Linked DNA regions of Mus musculus: regions 1, 3 and 4 are each linked to region 2. A link is a contact called in public Micro-C and promoter capture Hi-C data. All regions are on one chromosome and are shown on one strand. Each heading gives the region's core, a stretch centred on a gene start, on an enhancer-like site or on the middle of the called end of the contact. The rest is flanking DNA. Distances are from core to core; before and after follow the strand shown.

Region 1 (5,241 bases), core at 1,632-4,131, 370 kb before region 2:
AAATAAAAAAGAAATTTATTTTAAAACAATTTGGGGGGCTGGAGAAATGACTCAGCAATTAAGAGTATTTGAAGAAAAGACTTGTGTTTAAGTCTGGCGGTGGTGGTGCATGCCTTGATCCCATCCCAGCACTTGGGAGGCAGAGGCAGGTGCAACTCTCTGAGTTCAAGGCCAGCCTGGTCTACAGATTGAGTTCCAGGACAGCCAGGGCTGCACAAAGAAACCCTGTCTCAAAAAAACCAAAAAATTAGTTCAGTGAGAGACCCTTCACCAAAGAAGCAAGGCAGAGAGTGACCGAAAAGGATATCCTCCTGTAGTCAGATGACATGCCCACCGCTCATACATGTGCACATACACCATACATGTACACTTCACACACATATGCACACTTACACGTGCATATAAAATTAATAAAAAGTTACCAAAACCAGTTATCTAGTACACATAATTTTATCACTCAGGACTAAAGCAAATTTGTATAGTAAGGTGCTTGTGAAACATTCTAATCTAAAGATATACTAATCTGATACACGCTGAGGAATGATGATAGGACAATATTAAAAGTCTTTATTTCTGTAATTAGACCATTACTTTTCCCTAAGAGTAGACGATTTTGTATGTACAATTGAAAATGCGGCAGGCAGTTCACAGCGCCAGGGATAATCTCTGGTGTGCACCAAGGTGTGTCAGGCAGTGTCTGTCAGTGTTTGGTACGATGGAATCACAGTTTCGAAGTGCAAATGTTATGTGGTTAGACTCAGCAGCAGTAAAGTCTCAGTATGCGCCATAAGTCAGAAACCTGAGTTCTATTGTGTGTTTGATTTTCATTGATTTTTCATTTTTGTGTGTTCGGTATCCTGTCATGTTACCAAACCTTTTGTGAATACTGCCTTCAGTTGACAGACCCAGTGGGGACCCACAGTTTAAGCAGCTTAGATTTAAAGCCATCCCGTGCCCAGCCAGGCAACTCTGATATCTCCTTCCCTTGTCTCTTGCTCAACCCAGATCACTTCTGGTCTCATCGGTCCAGCATGAGATCCTTCCAACACGCAAATCTGGTGGCAGCACCTGCTTAGAGCCCTCATTCATTCTAGTGACCTGCTGCGTGATTCTAGCCACTGCATGCTAACATCAGAAGAACCTACACTGTGGCTTCCCTTAGTCCTCTGGGATGTAGGAAACAGAAATGAAATATGCTTATTTGCTTACTTATTTATTTGTAACCCTGGCTTGCAAATGAAATGTTTGTTTGTTTGTAGTCTTTGCTGTCCTAGAACTTGCTATGTAGACCAGGCTAGCCTTGAACTTAAAGAAGTCTTCATGCCCCTTCCTCTGAGATTGGGATTAAAGGCGAGCACCATCACACCCAGCTGCACATCTTTTATACCAGTGGAGTTTTTATTACGTTATATAGCGTTAGAAAAGTCTCCATTCCTTTGTCTCAGGTGTACTCTTCCCAGTAGAGGCCTGCCAGCCCCAGGGGCTATGAATTTTGGACAGGCTCACAGCCTAACATTTGTCTAAGATCAAAGTATGTGCTCACAGCTGCATCCTGTTCTCAAAAGTTGCACTTTGCATATCAGTTGACTGACTTTTAAGGGTTTGTTGCTGTTTGCAGCTGCTTGAGCATGTGAGGCCTAGCACTGACCATGCAGGGTAAGGAACAGGGTCACCCGATCATTAGTAATAAAAATCCAGTGGGACTCGCACTCGGTGAACCTGCCTGGTTGAGTGACCCTTCTGAAGAAGTGCATTCGCTTGCGCCTTGTGCTCTGGATTGTGTGGTGATTTCCCTGAGACCCCAGACCCATTTCTAACACGAGAGTACCTTCCTCCCTGAAATGGAACATGTCTTGCACTCCCACTCCTGACCCTTGAATTGTCAGGGCTACAATTGTGCTCCCGGTTGGAACAATCTATTGGCTCCTGTTCACTACTCCGTTCCGTGACTAACAGGTCCACAGGCCTTTAATTAATGTGCTATTGAATTTATGAACAAATAAATGAATGAGTCAAAGGTAAGATTCAAACCAAGTAGGGCTGAATCATAGGGCAATGTGGGGGTTGGGGAAAGATGGAGAAATTAATTTGCAGGAGGAGCCAGTTTCTCAGTCTACATCCAGGGCCGGCTTCCTGGAGTGGACCACACTCAAACTCCAGTTCCCCAATTCAGACCCGTCCCCTACGGAATTGGTTTTGGGGGTTTTGTTTTGGTTTCTCTTTGAGCCAGCGAATAAAAGGCTGCAAACATCATCGCAGCTGTTCCATAAGGACCCCGCCTGTCTGGTCCCTCCCCCACCAGCCTTGGGTCCCCCGCCCCTTCGTAGCTAAAGGCGAAGTGGCCCTGCTGCGGGAACCCCGGGAAGCGCGCAGGGCGGGTCTGGGTCGGCAGGGCCGCAGCCTCGCGGGCGCTGTCCATGGTGCCTGCGCGCCAGCCGCACCCGGCCGGCGCTCGCTAGCTCACCGCTTGTAGTCCGAGGAGAAGATACCGCCGCTCGCCGGGTCGTGGCCATATTCTGGCTCCCCGGGACCGGCTGAGCCGCCCTTGTCTTCGCTGTAGGCCGGAGCGGCCGACATGGATCTGCGCTGAGGGGTGGCTGAGCGGCCGGGTTGGGCTTTGGTCGAGGAATGGGATGCACGCCTAGCTCTGCGGAGCTGCAATCTGCGCGGCGGAGGCAGCGCGCAGATTCAGCAATCAGGGCTGAGCGCTAAGGTTCTTAAAGGGACCGGCACCACCCGCGGAGTGCAGGGTTGGGGTGAGCTGACAGGGGACGGAGGAACAGCGCCTGCCCTGTCCCAATCTCTCAGAACTCTCTGGCAACTGCAAGCATCTAAAGGTCTCTCACAGTGAGCAAGGCTGCAGGGCTGATGACTGTATAGTCTTTGGAGGGATGCGGACCTCCTGCCTCCGCCCTCCCGATCACCTGACCTCCACGGACCCGCCCACCCATGCAGTGAGAGAGGGGGACGTGAGGGACACTGAAAGAAGGCCATACTCGCAGGCCTGGGTTGGAACATCTACCTTGGAGATTTAGGGGTGGGTACCTTTCCATCCTTTTTCACACAGTCTAAATCCCTCTGAGGATAACCTGCTTACTCACTGGGAATCATAGCAACTTCCTGGAAGAAGTGGAATTTAAGAGGAGGCTGACCCAGGAAGCAAGTGCTAAGGGCATTCTGGGAGCAAATCAGTTCTAGGTGGAGTAAAGAGAACCTCCAACATCCTAATTACGTTTGGGAAAATACTTTAATGATCCCTTCTGAAACCTCTTTTGGCCCATTCAGGAGGACCCAAGGTCACATTAATCACTGGTTAGGTTCCTGTCCATTGACATCTAGAAGGGAAAGAAGACGAACAGATTGAGTTAGGGTCTGGTGTAATTGCCAGGTCTCCAGGACTTTGTGATTTATCAAGCTTAGCTCCTAAGACCCAAGGAAGGAAGGAAGGGAGGAAGGAAGGAAGGAAGGAAGGAAGGAAGGAAGGAAGGAAGGAAGGAAAGCAAGAAGAAGGATTGTAGCTAGTTCTGGATTAGAGAGAACACCCTGGACTAGGCTGATGGTGAATTGTTTATCTTTGGTCTAGATTTTGGACATGAGGTTGAGTGATTGGGAACTCCTGGCCAGGCTCATAGAATGGAAGTATTCCCAAGGACCGAGATTTGTAGACTAGGGTCCCAATTCTCTAAGATCAGAATTGGTGGACTGTTTGGAAAAGGATGGAACTGAGAAAGGCGGACTTTGGATCAATAGAAAGTTCTACTGCAAAAAGAAGGATGGAGTTGGAGCAGCCCCTGGGTTGGAGATCGGTCATGTTCAGTAAATATATCTGCTCAGGATCTAAGAACAGTAGCCTGAGGTCTACCTGGCGCTAAAGGGTTTCAAAGTGTGTAACTTCAAAAATAGGTACACCTATTCTGGGGACTTTAGATTGCCAGAGTAAAGAGTTTAAGATGAAAGGAACCTGGTCTGGGTGTAGTGGAGAGGGGAATCATCTGAATTATGCTGGAGCAAGTTGGTTAGGTGCCTTTGTTAGCAGACTGGGGCTGGCATGGGATGTGGGCAGGTAGAAGAGAGGCACTTACTGAGTCCATGCCCAACAGGTTCAGTGCAAAGTGCACACAGTTGCTGCTAGTGGGATGGTAGGGAGGAGGATCGTTGTCCATAGCTTCTCGCACGCGGCTCTCCAGCACCCTAGGGTCAACGCCACCGCGCCTGCGTAGCACACGCCAGAGCTGTCGGGAGCGCTGCAGAGCTCTGTGCCCCTGTTTACACACGACACCCTCACAGTAACCCAGAAACGTTTGTACTCCATTCTGGTTGGAGGTCCTGCCTGTGGGGATAGCAGGCCCAAAATCAGAGCAAATCGGAGCTAGCTTTGGTGCGACTCAGTAATCTGCCCTAGCATTTCCTCAAATTGAAGCCCCACACCCTTGGCTGCCCAACCCTCTCTCCCCCATCTTCAGAGACCTACACCTTCGTCCTAATTTTCGTCCCAGCACAGCTTGCTCACGAGTGGCCAAATTTCTTTTGCTCACCCTCAAAGTGTATGATCTCTCCTTGGCCGCAGTAAACACCCACGTGGGCCCCGCACCACTGTGCCTTAGGGGTCTGCAACTTGAACAGGAACAGGTCTCCAGGCTGAGGCTCGTAGTTTTCTAACTCCACCTCCTGGAAGTTCTGACCCATGAGTGCCTCAGAGAAGAAGAACTGAATGGTGCTGGATGCTCCTACCAGGGTCTAAGAGAAGAAAGGTCGCAGACTGCAAGGTGTGTGCACACACACAGCTGGGTCATCCCACTCATCGCAGAGGGTAGACCTGGCTTGGGGCTGGGCCCTAGGCAAAAGGTCTTTGCTGACTCACACCTGCCTCCCTGTCCTTGAGGGACTCCAGAGGCCTGGATATCACGGATATGCGCTGCCTTGAGCCACCCGCTAGGGACGTCATGGTGTCCAGCAATTGGGACCTCCTCTCCACCCGTAGTTACCCGCTTATTCCCATTCCTTTCAATCTCCCTCCCCCTGCGCCGGTCTCCTTCCTCATCAACCGTCCATGTTGCCTTTTCTGCAAGCAACACCGCCTTCTGGGTGTCAGCTGGTACCTGGGTTGAGATGAGGGACTGAAGAAACAGGAAAAGTGCAGTGAGGTTGGGCCAAGGCCAATCTCTCCCAATTCCAATAACCTCAGTAGCAAACATGCATTCATTTGCTCCTTGCTACAATTCTCCAGATCAGTTGAATATT
Region 2 (5,342 bases), core at 2,639-5,138:
AGGCACTGCGAGATTCTTCCTGTAGGGAGGGAAGTGGTGGGTTATTCCTTCCTGGCTTCTGTCATCACACAGCGTCCTTATGATGTACCCTATGAGTCACACTGTCCTTACTGTGATCACTTTCAAGTCATTTGTTTTGCCACAGTGTATCCCACAGAACACCCTGAGTGTCTCAAGCACACTCATCTAGAGCACGTTAGCTCTGTAAGAACACCTACTCAGCTGCCTCCTCCTCCTCCTCCTCCTCCTCCTCCTCTTCTTCTTCTTCTTCTTCTTCTTCTTCTTCTTCTTCTTCTTCTTCTTCTTCTTCTTCTTCTTCTTCTTCTTCTTCTTCTTGACACTTGGAATCAGTCTGGTGTTTGGTTGTAGCTATAGTTTTAGCATTCACAGCTTATAGGATTGGTACTTCTTTTTTTCTTTTGTTTTTTTGAGACAGGGTTTCTCTGTGTAGCCCTGGCTGTCCTGGAACTCACTCTGTAGACCAGGCTGGCCTCGAACTCAAAATTGGCCTGCCTTTGCCTCCCTCTTCTGGCATGTAAAAGTTTTAAGGCATGCAGATAATGAAATTGTTTTTTGTCTTATACATATTTTTTAATTTGCTTTTAAAGAAGTACCAATACAGCCAGGTGTGGTGGTACATGCCTTTAATCCCAGTACTTGGGAGGCAGAGGCAGGTGCATCTGAGTTACAGATGGTTGTGAGTCGCCACATGGGTGCTAGAAAGCAGACCTGGGTCCTATGGAAGAAGAGCAGCCAGGTTTGTTAACTCCTGAGCCATCTCTCCAGACCCCTGAATGTCCTTTTAAAAGCAGAATTTGTCCCTCTCTCAAACTTAAATTACTAAGTTGAGTGAGGCTCTGGGTCACCCAGACAAACTTGAGGTGTGTGCACAGTTTCCTAAGGTGCCATTTCCAGTGTTCTGGTGCTGTCTGGCTGTGGCATGCTGAGCAACTGAAGGAGACCTGAATTTGTCATTCCTTCTTCTTTACCCTTTGGCTATTAGTAAGTCAGCTAACTTCTCAGCTTCTTCATCCACAAATAAATCTATATTCTTTAGGACTTTCTACAGGAGATAGCATTGTGCGGCTGTGGAGTCGTGGGACCCGTAGCAACAGGCCTGGAGGAAGAGTGGGGTCCAGGCATGTCCAAACCCTGGAAATCTCGCCCTGAGATCGGCGGGAGTAGGATTGCTTTCCTCCTGCCCTGGGCCTGAATGTCCTGGTACATATAGTGTTGTGCCCCCAAGCCTTGCCTCACCAGAGGACATAACAAAACCTGGTAGCCAAGTTTCATTTCCTCTCCCCTCACAAAGTCAAGTCCAGCCGCACTGGAATTCCTCTTTATGCAAATGAGGCATCCCTAGCACCCTAGTCCTGGCCAATGATGTACACTCAGACCCATAGCCCCTACTTACCAGCATGCTCTGTTGGGGAGGTGACACCTGGAGCAGGAGAGTGCCCTGGTCAGTTAGGTGACCAGGTTTAAGGTTTAAATAACCTTTGTTGTCCCCCGCAAGCCCCATAACTGAAACAGTTCTTCGAGAGCCGTTTCCAGGTGTATGTTCTTTGCCCAAGTACTCACTGCTGAACAAAATCCTGCCTGCACCCACCTGCCCAGCTAAGCTTCCCTTCCCCCATCCCGGCCTGGTGCCCAACTGGCCTGGTTACCCTTAGACTGAGAAGCAGACACGGAGTGGCAAAAGATGGGGGTTACTTTTTAATCTACAGGGTACTATTATAGATGGGTTTCTATTTGCTAGATGTGACTACTCACAAGCCCAGGGGAAGTTCTGCGAAACCTTCCCACCTCTTACTATCCACGTGTTCATCTTCAAGATAAAGCACTGCAAACACAAGTCCAATATGCCTGTTATATAAACCTTTGTCAGCGCTCAGCCGTGGGATGTTAGTTGATGGTGCTGTCAGGGTAGCTGTGAGTGTACTGGTCTGCCGGTGGCAATGCACACAGACCTCTCTCAGATAGCTCCTGTTTACCCTTCTCATTGACTCTTCCTCTGTGCTGAATTCACTGTCTTGATTTTAAGCCCCACCTCTAGGCTGGTGACACCCAAACTTGTATCTACAGCCTTTGCCTCTTTTGCTGGAACAGATCAAGACTCCCAATTGCCTTTGGGATAGTGGGAACACTGTGGGTACTGAAAATCCAACACACCCAGAACACGTTCTTTTCTAGTCTCCTCCCACTTTGTCCGATTCTTTCTGGCATCTTTCATGTCTGTCTCCTCTGCCCTCTCATTGCCATTGGGTTGGTTCTGGTCTTATCATCTCTTGGCAGGATAAATTGTAGAGGCTTCCCAACTGATCTTGCTGCCTCTTTTTCTGGAAAGCAGTTGTGCATACCACAGGCTTTTAAGATGCTTCCCTCACCAGGTCGGACCTTAGAAGTAGCTTCCTGCACTTGAGGTTTTCTGAGAGGAGCCTGATCACCTCTCTGTCCCTCAACACCTCAGTTTCCATCCGGAGCGGGTGACGCGGAGCTCAGGATGTGGCATACTCTGTGGCATTTCCCGGTACCTTTTTGTTAGTTGAGACAGAATCTCATATATCCCAGGTCGGCCTCAGACTTGCTGGGTAGCTAAGGATGACCTTGAACCAGGGACTCCCTCTGCCTCCATCTCTTAGTGCTGGGATTTCAGATGAGCCCCCATCAAAGTCAGTTCATGAAGTGCACGAGGACAGAGCCTTAAGATTTGTGCACACAAAGCAAGCACGATCAACTACACCCCCAGCCTCTATTAAGTTATTTCCATAAATATGATTCTGAATTTTAAAAAAGCCCAAGCATGGATGAGAAGGAATAGAAATGATATGCAGCAAGTGTCTAGGTAGACAAGAAAGATTCAGAGCAGCCCGAGAGACTCAGGATACACGCAGACGGCTAAAGCAGCTCGGTGTGGGATGTGGAGGAGGTTGGACTGGCTGGGAAACTGGCCTAGGAGATGGCCTGGAGGAGAGAAGGCGCTTTGGGGAATGAAGGAGGTGGTAAAGGCAAGGAGCGATCATGGAAGATCGTGAGCGATGTCCAGGTTCCCACTGAGACTTCTGGGAGAAGCTTTGCGAGATGCTGCCGTTTGGACAGTCTTTACCCTTTTGTGCCCATTGTTGGCTGAGTTTTCAAGAAAAGGGAGGGCAGATAGTAGGAGAGCTGGCTTTGGAACAACCGACTGTCCTGGTGCAGGTTCATTTTCCTCACATTGAAAATGAGCCAAATGACCTGTAAGCCTCTGACCTAAAGACAGGAAGGCGCGCACTCTGCTGCCCCCACTGTTGCTCCGGAGCCCACTTCTTTTCCCTTCCCTGGGGCCATACCAACAGGACTCAGGCCCAGGGGGCTTCCTGAGCACACCCTGCTCAAGCAGCTCTTTGGGCGGCACTCTCATGCTCTACACCCAGACGTCTGGGAATATTCCACGAAGAGCCCTAATCTTCAGGACCTGCCAGGCTAGCCGGTGGTAACCTGGCCTCCAAAAACACTCCAGGCAAGGAATGAACGCTGCCTCAGTGTCTTACATCAGGGCATTCCTCTGAGGGTCAGTTCTGCTACAAAAAAAGAAAGGGAGCAGGAGACAGACCAGTGTGCTGAGCAGTGCAGGGCAAGCACTCCACGCTTGTTAACTCGGTCGATTTCCACAATCATACGAGGGAGCAGGTTATTCCCATTTCACAGAGAAATGATACAGAATGTTTCAGTAACTTGATCAAGGTCAAGGGGCGGTGAGTGAGCAACCAAGGTGGAAAACAAATATTTCCACTTGGCACTGGAACATTGGTTGCGGACGTTGATGGCAGCTGTGTGTAGGGAAGGGGTGCGCGCGGGGGGTGGGGTGGGAGGGCGGCACAGTGTTGTTCCAGGAGCATCTGTCCCCACAGGTCTCTGAGCCGATCTCGCGGGCCTGCGGGCTCTGACACCCTCAGATCTGGCTCCACCCTCTGCTGGCCCTTGGCTCAGCCCAGCTCCGTTCCAGCTCGAGGATGCCCAGCTCCCATCTGTGACCCGCGTCCTTCGCCGGGCCCTTCCTTTTCCCATTAAAGCAAGCGTCCTGGGGCGCTTGTCTCCTCGCGGTGGCTGCTGAGCCCTTGCGTTCGTTAGCAGGAGCCTGGTGGGGACGCCTCTGGGGATCGTACAGCGGCCCTAGAGCACCCGGGTGGTGCCTCTCTCTGTGCGCGCCGGGCAGCTACGGGCGACGGGGACGCGCAGAGGAGACGCGGCCGGGGGCCGCCTGGAAGGGCAGCGGCGAGGGGCGCGGCGCCGCCGGAAGCTGAGCCAGGGGACCCCCGGCGCGATGCGGTGAAAGAAGAGCGACCCGGAGGTGGCAATGAGTGCCTCTGCGGCCACGGGGGTTTTTGTGCTGTCCCTCTCAGCCATCCCGGTCACCTACATCTTCAACCACCTGGCGGCCCAGCACGAGTGAGTGAGCGCGCGCGGGGTAGACAAGAGCCCGCAACTTTTCCGCGGGTTTGGGACCGCGGCTTTGGGACTGGGTAGCTTCCAGAAACGCCACGCCCGCAGCATGAGGGAGGCACCAGGGTCACCCGGCCCTAGGTCCTCAAACTGGGCTAGGGCAGTTCAAGGTCTGAGAGCTGGGCGCCTGCTCTTTGCCAGTACTGGGTGGGTAGCTGATATTACCAAGGTCAATACCGAAATGCCCCTGCCTCCGAGGCTCTCAGACACTAGAGGGGTGCAGAGCAACACGGAAGGCACGAACCGCCTTATTTGAAAGGAACGCTTTCCTTGTATGGACTTTCACATACTTACCATTTTATAATTTTAGAAACTGTTGTGAGCGGCTAACAGAAATAACCATGGTTTTCTGAGCCTTTGCTACTAACAGGGTGACCTGGCTTTAGTGTTCTGGTCTGTCTTTGCACCTCAAGGATCTTGTGGGAACTTTGTGCAAGGGCGCTGTGAAAGGGATAGAGGTTCGATGCTGGCCAGGAGCAAAGGTTCAGTGATCAGTTTAATGCTAAGGAACCGACGAATTCTGTAAGGGCTCTGGGTCCCAGTCTTGGCTTTCACTTCTCTAAAGGGATCACTGACTGACGAGCCCCCATGGGCAGCCGAAGGCCTGGGTGGTCAGTGGAAAGGCGCCAGCGGTGGCCCTGCTGAAGTTGATTGTGGGCTGCTGGAGGAGGAAGTAACTGGCTGTGCTTTTCATAGCAGTTGGTGCTAAGGAAATTGCATCAATCTATACCCTGCAGCCCGTGCCAGACCTCCAGACTGCTAGCGGAGTATGCACACAGTCAATGGTTTTCTCTCACTGCTGAGGTCACCTCATCCAGACGGCATGAGTGAGCACTGCGACGCTCCCTTAGACACAGGCT
Region 3 (4,684 bases), core at 537-3,036, 380 kb after region 2:
AGTGAGACAGAAGGAGGATTTTCTGGGGTGCAACTGCAGGTTAGGGTGACCCCAGACAGCAGTAACATACAGGACAGCTGACAAAGACACACGTAAGGACTAGAATTTCTTACTATAAAGATGTTTAAGGGGCTGGTGAGGTGGCTCAGTGGGTAAGAGCACCCGACTGCTCTTCCAAAGGTCCGGAGTTCGGATCCCAGCAACCACATGGTGGCTCACAACCATCCATAACAAGATCTGATGCCCTCTTCTGGAGTGTCTGAAGACAGCTACAGTGTACTTACATATAATAAAAAAAAAAAAAAAAAAAGATGTTTAAGATGATAAGTTTACCCTCAGTTAAACATTATACAATAATACATGTGTTAAAATATCACTTGGGATCTCATAAATATGTAAATCGCTTGTTTTATGTATCTGCTAAATTAATTTAAAAAATAAAAATACACAACTGAATGAACAAAAAATGTTTTTGAGACAAGCTTTCACTGTAGCCCTGTCTGGCCTGGGACTTGCTATGTAGACTACTAAGCTGGACTCAAACTTACAGAGATTCCCCCTACCTTTGCCTTCAGGGCGCTGGAATCAAAGGCATGTGCCACCACACCTGACCTGTATTTAAACGTTTAAAGCATTGTATTTACTTGTTTTGTAAATAGGGTGCATGAGTGTGCAGATATGTGCAGTATCCATAATGTGTGGAGGTTGGAGGACGACTTTAGGGAGTTAATTCTGTCCTTCCATTATGCGGGGTCTGGATCAAATTCAGGTGCCAGGCCTGGTGGCAATGTGTAATGTGTTTACCCACTGAGCAATCTCTCCAGTCCAATTTTTCCCCCTTAGGCATGACAGGAGGCAGGAACACTTACACCGCAGAGCAAAGGTGAAGAGGCTCCGCCCCGACCCAGGCTCTGTGGGGCAGAGTGGCCTTGCTCAGCATTTCAAATAAAGGAGGCTTCGTACTAGAGTTTTTCTGTATAGATGCCTAGAGCCTGAGATTAGAAATTCCCAGAAGCTGCTCCTGCCTCTGGGTTCAGGGGCCAGAGGGAAGAAGTGACTATACACAGCCTAAAGTTCAGGGGAGGGGTTTGAAAGAGGCACACTCTCGACCCTGCTTCTCCTCCCGGTGTGCCTCTTTCAGAGTGAAATTGGCCAGGAAGCCTGAGCCATGCGGGTGCAGAGAAGCACCAATGAGGTGGACTCGAGAGTGTTGGGTCCAGGCAAGGGGCAGTAAATGGACAGACCGCTTCACAGGCCTTGAGCAGCAAAGGGCTCGGATTACAATGTCCTCCAAGGACTGGAAAGGTGCAGTGCTCACTTTATGGCCATTTCTCGGGACTGCGGGCCACCATGTTGGTTTGGAGCAGATGGTTGGTGAAATGTGCCCTGGACAGCATGTGCTTTGCAAAACCAAATTGAATTACTTCATGATTTGTATGCAGGTTTGAAGTCACAGTCATAATGTCTGAGGTCTTTATCCAGCCCTTCTTCCTGTCTCCTGGGGAGGGGCAGCATGCAGGAGAAAGGGCAGAGCAGGACATGCTGGCTTGGGATATCTGGAACTCAAGTGTTGTCAGCTGGGGTATCAGTAACAGTTTAACTACTGATGGTCAGTGCCCCCACTGAGGACCTCCTGGTGAAAGGGGATCAGGGAGATGTGGAGGGGTACAGTTAGGTCCCTAGGAAATCCTGGACAAATGGGCGAGGTGCCTATTAACATATCAAAGGGATCAGCCATTGGCCTCCAGGATCTCCTAGCATTTCAAAGATCTGTTACAGAGCCCTGGCTCCTCTCCAGAGCTTCTCACCCTCAACCCCTGCCTTAAACTCCTCCACCCCCTCCCTTCCCTTCTCCTTCTCCTTCCCTCCCCTTCTCTTCCCTTCTCTTTCCGCCCTGCCCCAGCTTCTCTTTCCTGCTATATAAAACAGTTTGGCCACATGTTCTCTTGGTTCATTTCCTGGTCCCCACTCTTATCTCTCTCTCTCCTCTTCCTCTTTCACTACCCCACCTCCCCCCGCCCCATGGCCTGGTTTGTTCTGCTGTCCATGTTCAGTCTGAACTCTTGCAGATGCCTCTGGCCGCTCTCTCCCTCACACCTACAATAAATACCCTCCTGGGCGAGGCCATGTCCTCACTTTCCTTCAGGCACCGACTTTCTCCAGTCAGAGAAGCTACAGGAGTGAGACGCTATCCGGACAGGAAGTGTGCTTGTATACTTTGTCTCTGTCTCTCTCTGTCTCTCCATCTCTCCACCCTCTCACTGGGAGGCCATTACTTCTCAGCACTGGAGCACCGTGTACAGCTGTGGTGCAAGTTTACAGCTTATGCCCTGGGGTATTTTCTCTGCCAACAGCCCCCTTCCGACTCCTGTAATGTGGACGGGGACAGTGTGACCTGTCAGGCTCACTTCCCTGCAGGGCTGGAGGAGGAGGAGGCCTCCTTGACCTCATTTTTTGCAGGTGTGTTGGGTCTCATTTAGGCAGTCCTCCTGCAGGTGCTCACAACACTCCCTCATCCCATGATTGATTTCTAACCTTATTTGGCCATGATAGCTGTGATAAGTGCTCTGAAGAGAGCTGGACGACTGTTTTTTGACTGCCATTTCTGTTGTGTTTTATAACAAGAAAGAGAAAGGGGTATGTTTGGTGGAGGTTTCTGTATGGTGTGGGGGAGGGGATGCCTCTGCGGGACCATGCTGAGGCATCCCTTCCCCCTGAGGTACCAGCCACACAATGTTATAGTATAGAATAGAGTTTATTCAGGGAATGGGGAGGGGAATTGAGGGGAGTAGTAGAGACAGAAAATGGCGGGGGGGGGGGGGGGGGGAAGAAGGAGGAGGAGAGGAGGCTGGCCATCTGCACGTGGAGATGGGGGAGGGGAATGGGGAGAGAGAGGAAAGAGGGTAAGGGAAGAAGAGAAAAAGGAGAAGAGAGTGAGGAGGGTGGGGGCGAGTAGCCCCTTTTATAGTGAGTCAGGCACACCTGACTGTTGCCAGGTGACTGTGGGGCAGAGCCTAGACAAAAATGCCAAGAATATCAATGTCAGGAAGAAAAGGAGAAATGTCAGAAGGTTTAAAATCTATTCTGAGGTCAGATGAATGGTCTTTTCTCTTCAGACTTTTAAGAGACACTTTGGTGTCTCATATCCTTCCACACAGTAGTTAAGCCCATGTGGCCGTTGGTTTCAAATATGAGTCTTGAGGGATGAGTCTTCCTGTTTTAAGAGACTCTAGAGAAATCCAGGCTGGCTTTTCATGTGTGACTTTCTGCTGAACGGAAAGTTTTGCTGTTGTTCTGTTTACTTTTAACCACTGACCCCCCCCCCCCCCCCCCCCGCTTCACCCGTGTAACGTTGTGATTCTTGTAAAGTAATTCAAATTCTGAAGTTGAAAGAACTCAGTGGGGAAACCCCCACTCAGCTCCTGATTCGGCGTGCACCCAAGAATCGCGAATAGAACACAACACCTTGATGTAACAACAAGAGGTTTTTTAATGGTGGAGCTCCGGGTCGAAACGTATCTCACACAACAGGAGACAGTGGATTCGACCACGAGGCTTGGAAGCTAGGGGGTTTTATAGAAAAGGAGTGGGGCTGGGGGAGGAATTGGCGCGGTTTCACATGATTGGTCCATTTAAACATCAGCAGCCTGTAACATTTAACTTAGGTCAGAGGGGTGGGAGCTAGGGAGGCGATGGGCTTGCCCGGGCATGTCCTGGTCTGTTCTGCTATGTTCTCAGCCCCAGGTTTCAAAGCTCAGAAACAACTCTTTGGGCTATTTAACATACATTACATGAATTACAGTTTTATTTCCTTTCAAAGTCACCGATGGATCATTTCCTCTTATTTAAAACTATAAACACAAGTTGGCGTCCTTCATTCAATTACCACAGTGCCCCGTTTTTATTCTTCAACTGTACAATGATGTAGTCATACAAGGGACAAAGGGGACAAGAAATAGTTGAAAACACTCAGGCACCTCTTCCCCAAGACTTCAACTCTTCAAGAAATGTAGATACCTCCAAGTCTGTATTTATGTGGCGAATACTTACAAAGGGTGATTTCTGCATCAACACTATTTTTACCAAAGACATCTTTGCTGATATTTTGAATAAGCCAGTTTAGGTGGGAAGCGGCTTGGCATGGAACTTTCCGCTGCTGTAAAGAGTTAGGTGAGGTCATGGGTGTTTTCACAGGAAGTTTAGAACATAGTGTCTGTTTCTACCATTTTCCCTTATCAGTATCTCAGTGTAACCAACAGTACAATGATATACCATTTGTTTTGAATCCTTTAGCCTTGAGATAAAATGACTCGGTACAGACAAAGGAACAAAGGAGTCCTGGTGGCAGGCCTAGGAAGGTCGGAAGGGCAGCTTCTGGGGGAGAGACTGTTTGGGAACTTGGGGGGGGGGGAGCGCTTGGCCGCTGGGAGGAGGGGAACATGGAGAAGAGGCAGGGGAAGTGTTGGAGGTCACGGAGTCTGACCTCAGCTTGAGGGGCACAAGCTCACATCCTTCCACACAGTAGTTACGTCACAGGCGTTCTGAGTCTTCTTACGCTGAAGAACATTTGGTTTTGTATTGTCTTCTTTTAAATTGGCGCATATTCTTTGTACTGGATGCAGGCTTCCTAGGTACATTTGCATATAAGTCAGAGATATGAATTAGATCACTAGTTTAACAGGTC
Region 4 (5,239 bases), core at 2,357-4,856, 400 kb before region 2:
CTTGCCCAGAATTAAAGGCCCAGCCCCTCATTACTAGGTCAGGGTCCTTTTGTGCCCTGGGAGAGGGCACAAAGGCATTTGGTAAGGACAGAGCGGTGAAGACTATGCACCACCCTACTTTCATCAGTCTTAGAACACTTATCTATAATTGCAGGGCTCTGAGCCCCAGGATCTTACGCTGAAAGGACAGAACTGACTCCTGCAAGTTGTTTTTCTCCCAATATGCAATTATTAAAAATATAATAAAACTTAAAAACAATTATTTCAAATCTGTCTTGTCTGAGGAAAAATTATTAAAATTTTATCTCTACTGAAAATATAAGTTTTCTTTATAGTAGGTTGGAAGGGTCAGCACACAGTGGGAGGAGCCTTTCTTCAGACCTCTGGCTATCAGGACCAACTGCTCTGACCCACACCATGGAACAGTAGACACAGCACATTCCTTCCAGGCACTAATGCTCAGAAGACCTATCCTAAATTCTACAACAAGAGGAGATTCCTATCTCTACAGACAACTATAAAAATAGGACCAGCCCATAAAACCTCTTCTCTACATCATCCATCAGCAATAACCTTTTGATCCTTGCCATGACAAGGCACACAACATGTTACAGACTGGGATAAAACAACAAAAAGACCCAGGATCTGATTCCATCACTTAATGGCTTTTTGAATGGGTATGTGAGCCTCAACTTCAAACTAGTCTTCAGGTTGAATCCAACATTAAAGATGTTCTATTTGATCCAAACTGTTTTAAGTTTTTATTGCTGTACTTATAAGCCAGAGATTCTTCAAAATGGGGAGGTGTCAAAGGTCCATCAACTCTGGGCATGAAGTTTTCAGTAGTCAATTAATGAACACTTCCTTTAGAGCAGCATATACATATACACTATAGGTCAATGGTTACTACTCTTCCCTCTTTTTCAACTCATTTACTTTACCTTGGTATAATTTAGGTTTATAAATCACTTAAAGGTTTGTTTGTTTGTTTGTTTTTAGTGAGTCGATTGCACCAGATACAAATACTTCTCAAAACAGCCATTATCAATAGCTTCTTGTTAACAAGTTTGGTGCTGTTCTTAGAATCATACAACTTTATCTTCCTCCTCCACTTTCTGCTTTATGAACACTTAATGTGCCACAGCACTGCAATTGCCTATACTGAAAGGACCCCAGAACCATTCCTAACTGCAAATGTCCCCAGGTTCATTAAATGCGTGTGTCAGCTCTCTAACTCCTGTCTGCTCTGCAGGCTGACACAGCCTCCCTTCCACACTGGGGGGCCTCTGCCAGGGAAGCTGTCTGTAAAACAATCATTGGGAGGGGAGCAAGTGTTTTTATACTACAAAGCTGACTTACCTCTACACTTGTCAACTTTCATTAAACAGAGCAGGCAGTGCCAAATGACTCAAATTTAGATAACTGTGAGAAGTAAGAGGGTGGGACATGGTAAACGCTACAGAAAATGCCCCGTGAGTTCCAGGCAAGATCTTACAAGAAAGGGTAAACGGTAAGTGGTGACTCTTGAACACTACTGTCCTTAGGGGCTCCTAACAGGCTACAGCCCCAGTGTACGTTCAAAGTCGGCGGTCCATTCCTTTCTACATACAGGGAAAACAATCTTGAACTTCTTGTCTTGTTTTGCCTGTTGTATTTTTCTGTTGTTTAAAAAAAAAAAGAAAAGAAAAGAAAAGAAGAAAAGAAGATCTTGTGTCCTTACACTCAAAAAGAGCATGCGAAAGTGGAAACTCGCCTCATCAAAGTCTCCACTGGTACACGTGGCCCGAATCACCTAAGAGGTGGCCTGGAGAAAGCTGGTACACGCGTGCCTTTCCAGAACACTAAACTCGACCCACTGGCCCCAGCAAATGACGCAGCCCAGCAGTTTACCCAGGTGCCAGAAGAGAGTGGGGAGGCAGCCCGGTAGCCAGGGAGACCAAAGGAAGCAGTTGCCAGAGAAATGCGTTCATCAGAGTCGGGCCTGGAGGCCGCGGTGGGGGATGGGGCGGCCTGAGGCTGGCAGCCCCAGGCTATTCCAGGTCTCCGGTGCTTCCGACATTTCCACAGGCTTAATTCTATCTGAGGGCAGGGCAGAGTCAGCCTGCAAGGCACAAAGTGCCACTACAGAGCACGGTGCTAACTAACGCCTGCGAGGCTGCACAGAACGAGGCTGCATAGGACCCTGGAGCCCAGGTGCTCCGTGCTTTCTGGTGTTGCGGGCCACTTTGCAGGAACCGTGGCCTTGCAGAGCCCCCTGGAAATGAGGCTCGTGACCGTGAGAGGCTGGAACCGCACAGCAACCCACACGGGTGGCCTGCGCTGCCCACCGAGGACGCTCTTTGCTGACATGGGTCCCCCTGCCTAGGCATGGGCCTCCCCCCACACACACCCCGTTGCGTCTAGGCCCCCAGTGAAGCAGCCTTGTCAGCCCTACCCGCCCAGCGTCCAGCCTCCGCTCCCCCAAACCAGAGGTCAGGGCTGGAGGCCACGCGAGCCCATCTGCAACCCGACACCCCCGAATTTGGACACCTGGCCTTGCTGGCTGAGAAACGCTGAGCGACACCCTCGAGGCCACATGAGTGCGTCCCGCCAGGCCGCCCGAGTGAGGCAAGCGGACGCCGCCGAGGACTAGCTGGCTTCCCGCCTGCGCCCCCTCGCGGGCTGCTCAACTCCTCCTCCCCTCCGGGCCCGCGCCCCCCAGCCCCGCGAGGCTCCCGGGGACAGCCCTCGAAGCCCGGTCACACGCACGTGCGACCTCACCTGGCCCGGTCCACCCTCGGGGCTAGGGCTCCGGGAGCAATCGAACGTGTGAAGCCACGTGACTTCCCCGGGCTTGGAAAGAGCGCGGCCCGCACGAGGGGCCCGAGACCTCGGCTTTAAAGGAGCCATGTCAGCGCCGTCGTGGCGCGTCTCCCCCTGCGCCGCCCCAGCCTGAGGGGGTCTCCGCGGCTCGCTGCTGCGCCGCCCGCAGCGAGCCGCCAGCCCCTGCCTCCTGCGGGACGCCAAGGCGACTCTCGGGGAGAGAGAGAGAAGGAAAGAGAGAGACGGGAGCCGCGGGCACCGCCGGCCAGCCGGCCGGCCGCTCGAGCTCTCCCGTGCGACGGCTGCGGAAAAAGGAAGTGTTGGCGTCCGGGCGCCCGTCCGCGCGGCCGGCTCCTGTCTGGACGTATGTTCGAGGCCACCGAGAGTTGTGCAAGTGCAGCTCCGAGGCCCCGGCGGTCGCCCCCGAAGGGCCGCGGCGCCTTTAAGCCCAAAGGCCTGAGTCACGAGGAAGCTCCCTGCCCCTCCCCGCGCGCCCCACACCGCTCCACGAGGCCCACGACCGCGGGCATGTGACCGGCGCCCCGCCCGGGACGCTAACCCGGGCGGCGGTGAGGGGGCCCTGTGAAGTGGCGAGACTGCGCGCGGACCGTTAGCCGAGGCGGCCGGCGGGGACAGCAGCCCCGCCCGGCCCGGCCCCGCCCCGCCCCGGCGGCTCTTACCAGAGAGAAAGCCATGGGGTCCGGCGTGGCCCTAAGGGACTGGCGGGCGGGCGGGCGCGCGGGCCGGCGGGTCTGTGCGGCGCGGGACGCGCACACACGTGGGCACTATTTTTGCAGCGAGCAGCGCACGACTCCGCACCCCGGCGGCTTATAAAGCTCCGCGGCGCTGGCCTGACGAGGAGCACCTGTGTCGGCCCCGCCCGGCCTCGTCCCCGCCCCCGCCCCCTGCGCTCCTTCCTGCCGTCCAGACCCGCGCTCCGCCGCCCACCCTGGGCCTGGGGGTCCGAACGGGGGGTGGGGGTTAGTTCTGAGGCTCGAGCCAAGACAGACCACCACTGCCTCCCCGGAGCCCGAGGGGGCTCAGGCCTGAGCAAGTCCCTCGCCCGGTGACCCTGACCATTTCACTCTCCCGCGGGCCTCAGTTTCCCTACAGATTTACAAGACCCTGGGATGCCCCGCTGCGCCGGTGACGTGCGCCCCCCCCCCAAAAAAACGTATAACCACGCCTCTCCTTTGCTAGTGACCTCTCGGGTGGAAGCCCCGGTGGCACCGAACCCAGCCCCTCCACCCATCCCCACCTGCAGCAGACACGCCCTCACTTCAGACCGACTGCCACTGCATCTGGAGCGAGCTGGAACCCGGAGCGCAGGCGTCAGGGGATTCGGGAAAGTTCCGAAAACAGCAGTGATCCTCTTCGGATTGCAGTTCCCCAGGGAAACCGCTCCCGACGCTCCCTCCAGAATGACAGGACGCTTTACTGACAAAATTCGGGGCAAGAGATCAGGGTGAGCGAAGCTGTTGTTCCGAGAGGCGTCATGGGCCAGCTAGGGCTGGACCAGACCGGAAGCCCAAGCGAGCGCAGAGGCGGAGATGGCATTCCGGGCTGCAGACCAGGGAAGGCGGAGAGGGAGGAATGCACTGAGAGGCTCAATCTGACTAAGACCAGCTAATGCGTGTTGGTGCCACAGGAGGGAAGCCCGAGCCCAGTTTCTGAAGGGCTTTTATTCTGCAGCTAGCTGGAAACTAGAGGAAAGGTGAACAAGCTTGGAAGTTGCCAGGTCTCTTTTAAGGTGTTGCTGGAGAGTTGGAGGTGGGAAATAAGCCACTAGGTTGGTTAAGAAAGAGAACAGAGCTTATTGAACATTTCTAAGTGTTTTATATGTTATACTTTTTATTCAGCGCGTATTATACTCAAGGTTCCTCCTGACAGGTGAAGAAGCTGTTACCAACTTGCTGGCAGGTTTGTGAGGCAGGAACGTATAAGCTTCTGCCCAGGGTATTAAGAAAGGAAGCCTACGGTCCTAGCCTAGTGTGTTTGGAGAAGGTGGGGAAGAGGACAGATGCTGGAGTTAAAGTGCAGAGGGAGCTGAATGACAGCTGGCTAGTCTCCATTCTGTGGTCGTTCCCAAGGGTTACTGAAGTCCTAAGCAGAAAGGGTGGTTACAGTATGGAGAACCCATCCCCTTAGGAGCAGCCCAACCCCCATCTTGGCAGCATAGGCCTGATAAATCAAACCTAGTATTTCTTGCTTCTCTTCTCTTCCTATTCTGAGAGGTGCCACACTTAGATGCCTACAACATGGGAACTGTAAGTGAGGGTGTATGAGATGCTCTGAAGACCCAAGGCATATCTGGAAAGACCGATGGCATCTATGACTAAGACATCCATGGTGGCTTAGGCCCATAACTGCAATACTATCACAGATGAGGCAGAAGGAGGGGTGCCTTGCATCCGAAGGCAGTTAGGAACTACAGTCT

The links. Promoter capture Hi-C pulls out the DNA fragments that hold promoters and counts their contacts. Hi-C and Micro-C count contacts between places; a contact is called where the count stands out from the background.
Region 1: a promoter capture Hi-C map of neural stem cells shows a contact between it and region 2. The contact joins the promoter of Ap3b2 here to the promoter of Tm6sf1 in region 2. A contact is called at or near these places in 1 of 39 promoter capture datasets (neural stem cells) and 1 of 115 datasets of contacts at active chromatin or transcription factors (embryonic stem cells).
Region 3: a contact with region 2 is called in a promoter capture Hi-C map of embryonic stem cells, with 2.4 times the contacts expected there. The contact joins the enhancer-like site here to the promoter of Tm6sf1 in region 2. A contact is called at or near these places in 4 of 39 promoter capture datasets (3T3-L1-derived adipocytes, cranial neural crest, embryonic stem cells and 1 more) and 2 of 115 datasets of contacts at active chromatin or transcription factors (neural tube and stem cell-derived neural progenitor cells).
Region 4: a contact with region 2 is called in a Micro-C map of embryonic stem cells, with 2.6 times the contacts expected there. The contact joins the promoter of Cpeb1 here to the promoter of Tm6sf1 in region 2. A contact is called at or near these places in 3 of 39 promoter capture datasets (embryonic stem cells, hippocampal neurons and second pharyngeal arch cranial neural crest), 1 of 484 Hi-C or Micro-C datasets (embryonic stem cells), 2 of 115 datasets of contacts at active chromatin or transcription factors (astrocytes and embryonic forebrain) and 1 of 9 other capture datasets (adipose tissue).

Annotation. Positions count from the first base shown.
Region 1 is chr7:81,491,044-81,496,284 of GRCm38.p6, forward strand. It overlaps Ap3b2 (adaptor-related protein complex 3, beta 2 subunit), which reads right to left and starts at 2,882. Exons shown (of 26, transcript NM_021492.3): 1 at 2,465-2,882. The coding sequence starts at 2,577. BC048679 (cDNA sequence BC048679) reads right to left here. Exons shown (of 6, transcript NM_001193274.1): 3 at 5,100-5,117; 4 at 4,536-4,737; 5 at 4,083-4,330; 6 at 3,231-3,335. The coding sequence ends at 3,303.
Region 2 is chr7:81,855,113-81,860,454 of GRCm38.p6, forward strand. Tm6sf1 (transmembrane 6 superfamily member 1) reads left to right here and starts at 3,889. Exons shown (of 10, transcript NM_145375.4): 1 at 3,889-4,428. The coding sequence starts at 4,337. Gm51491 (a long non-coding RNA gene) reads right to left here and starts at 239. Exons shown (of 3, transcript XR_003946809.1): 1 at 1-239.
Region 3 is chr7:82,232,420-82,237,103 of GRCm38.p6, forward strand. The region is part of intron 1 of Sh3gl3 (SH3-domain GRB2-like 3); the gene reads left to right. It overlaps Gm32903 (a long non-coding RNA gene), which reads right to left. Exons shown (of 7, transcript XR_003946814.1): 7 at 3,858-4,627. Among named protein-coding and RNA genes, the nearest start is that of Gm32903, 21 kb to the right of the region's middle. Within about 2 kb of position 1,787, at least 36 of the 459 cell types and tissues checked have an H3K27ac peak or open chromatin away from gene starts, as enhancers often do. A contact at or near this core is called in embryonic stem cells, where this site is marked.
Region 4 is chr7:81,451,152-81,456,390 of GRCm38.p6, forward strand. It overlaps Cpeb1 (cytoplasmic polyadenylation element binding protein 1), which reads right to left and starts at 3,607. Exons shown (of 12, transcript NM_007755.5): 1 at 3,483-3,607. The coding sequence starts at 3,497.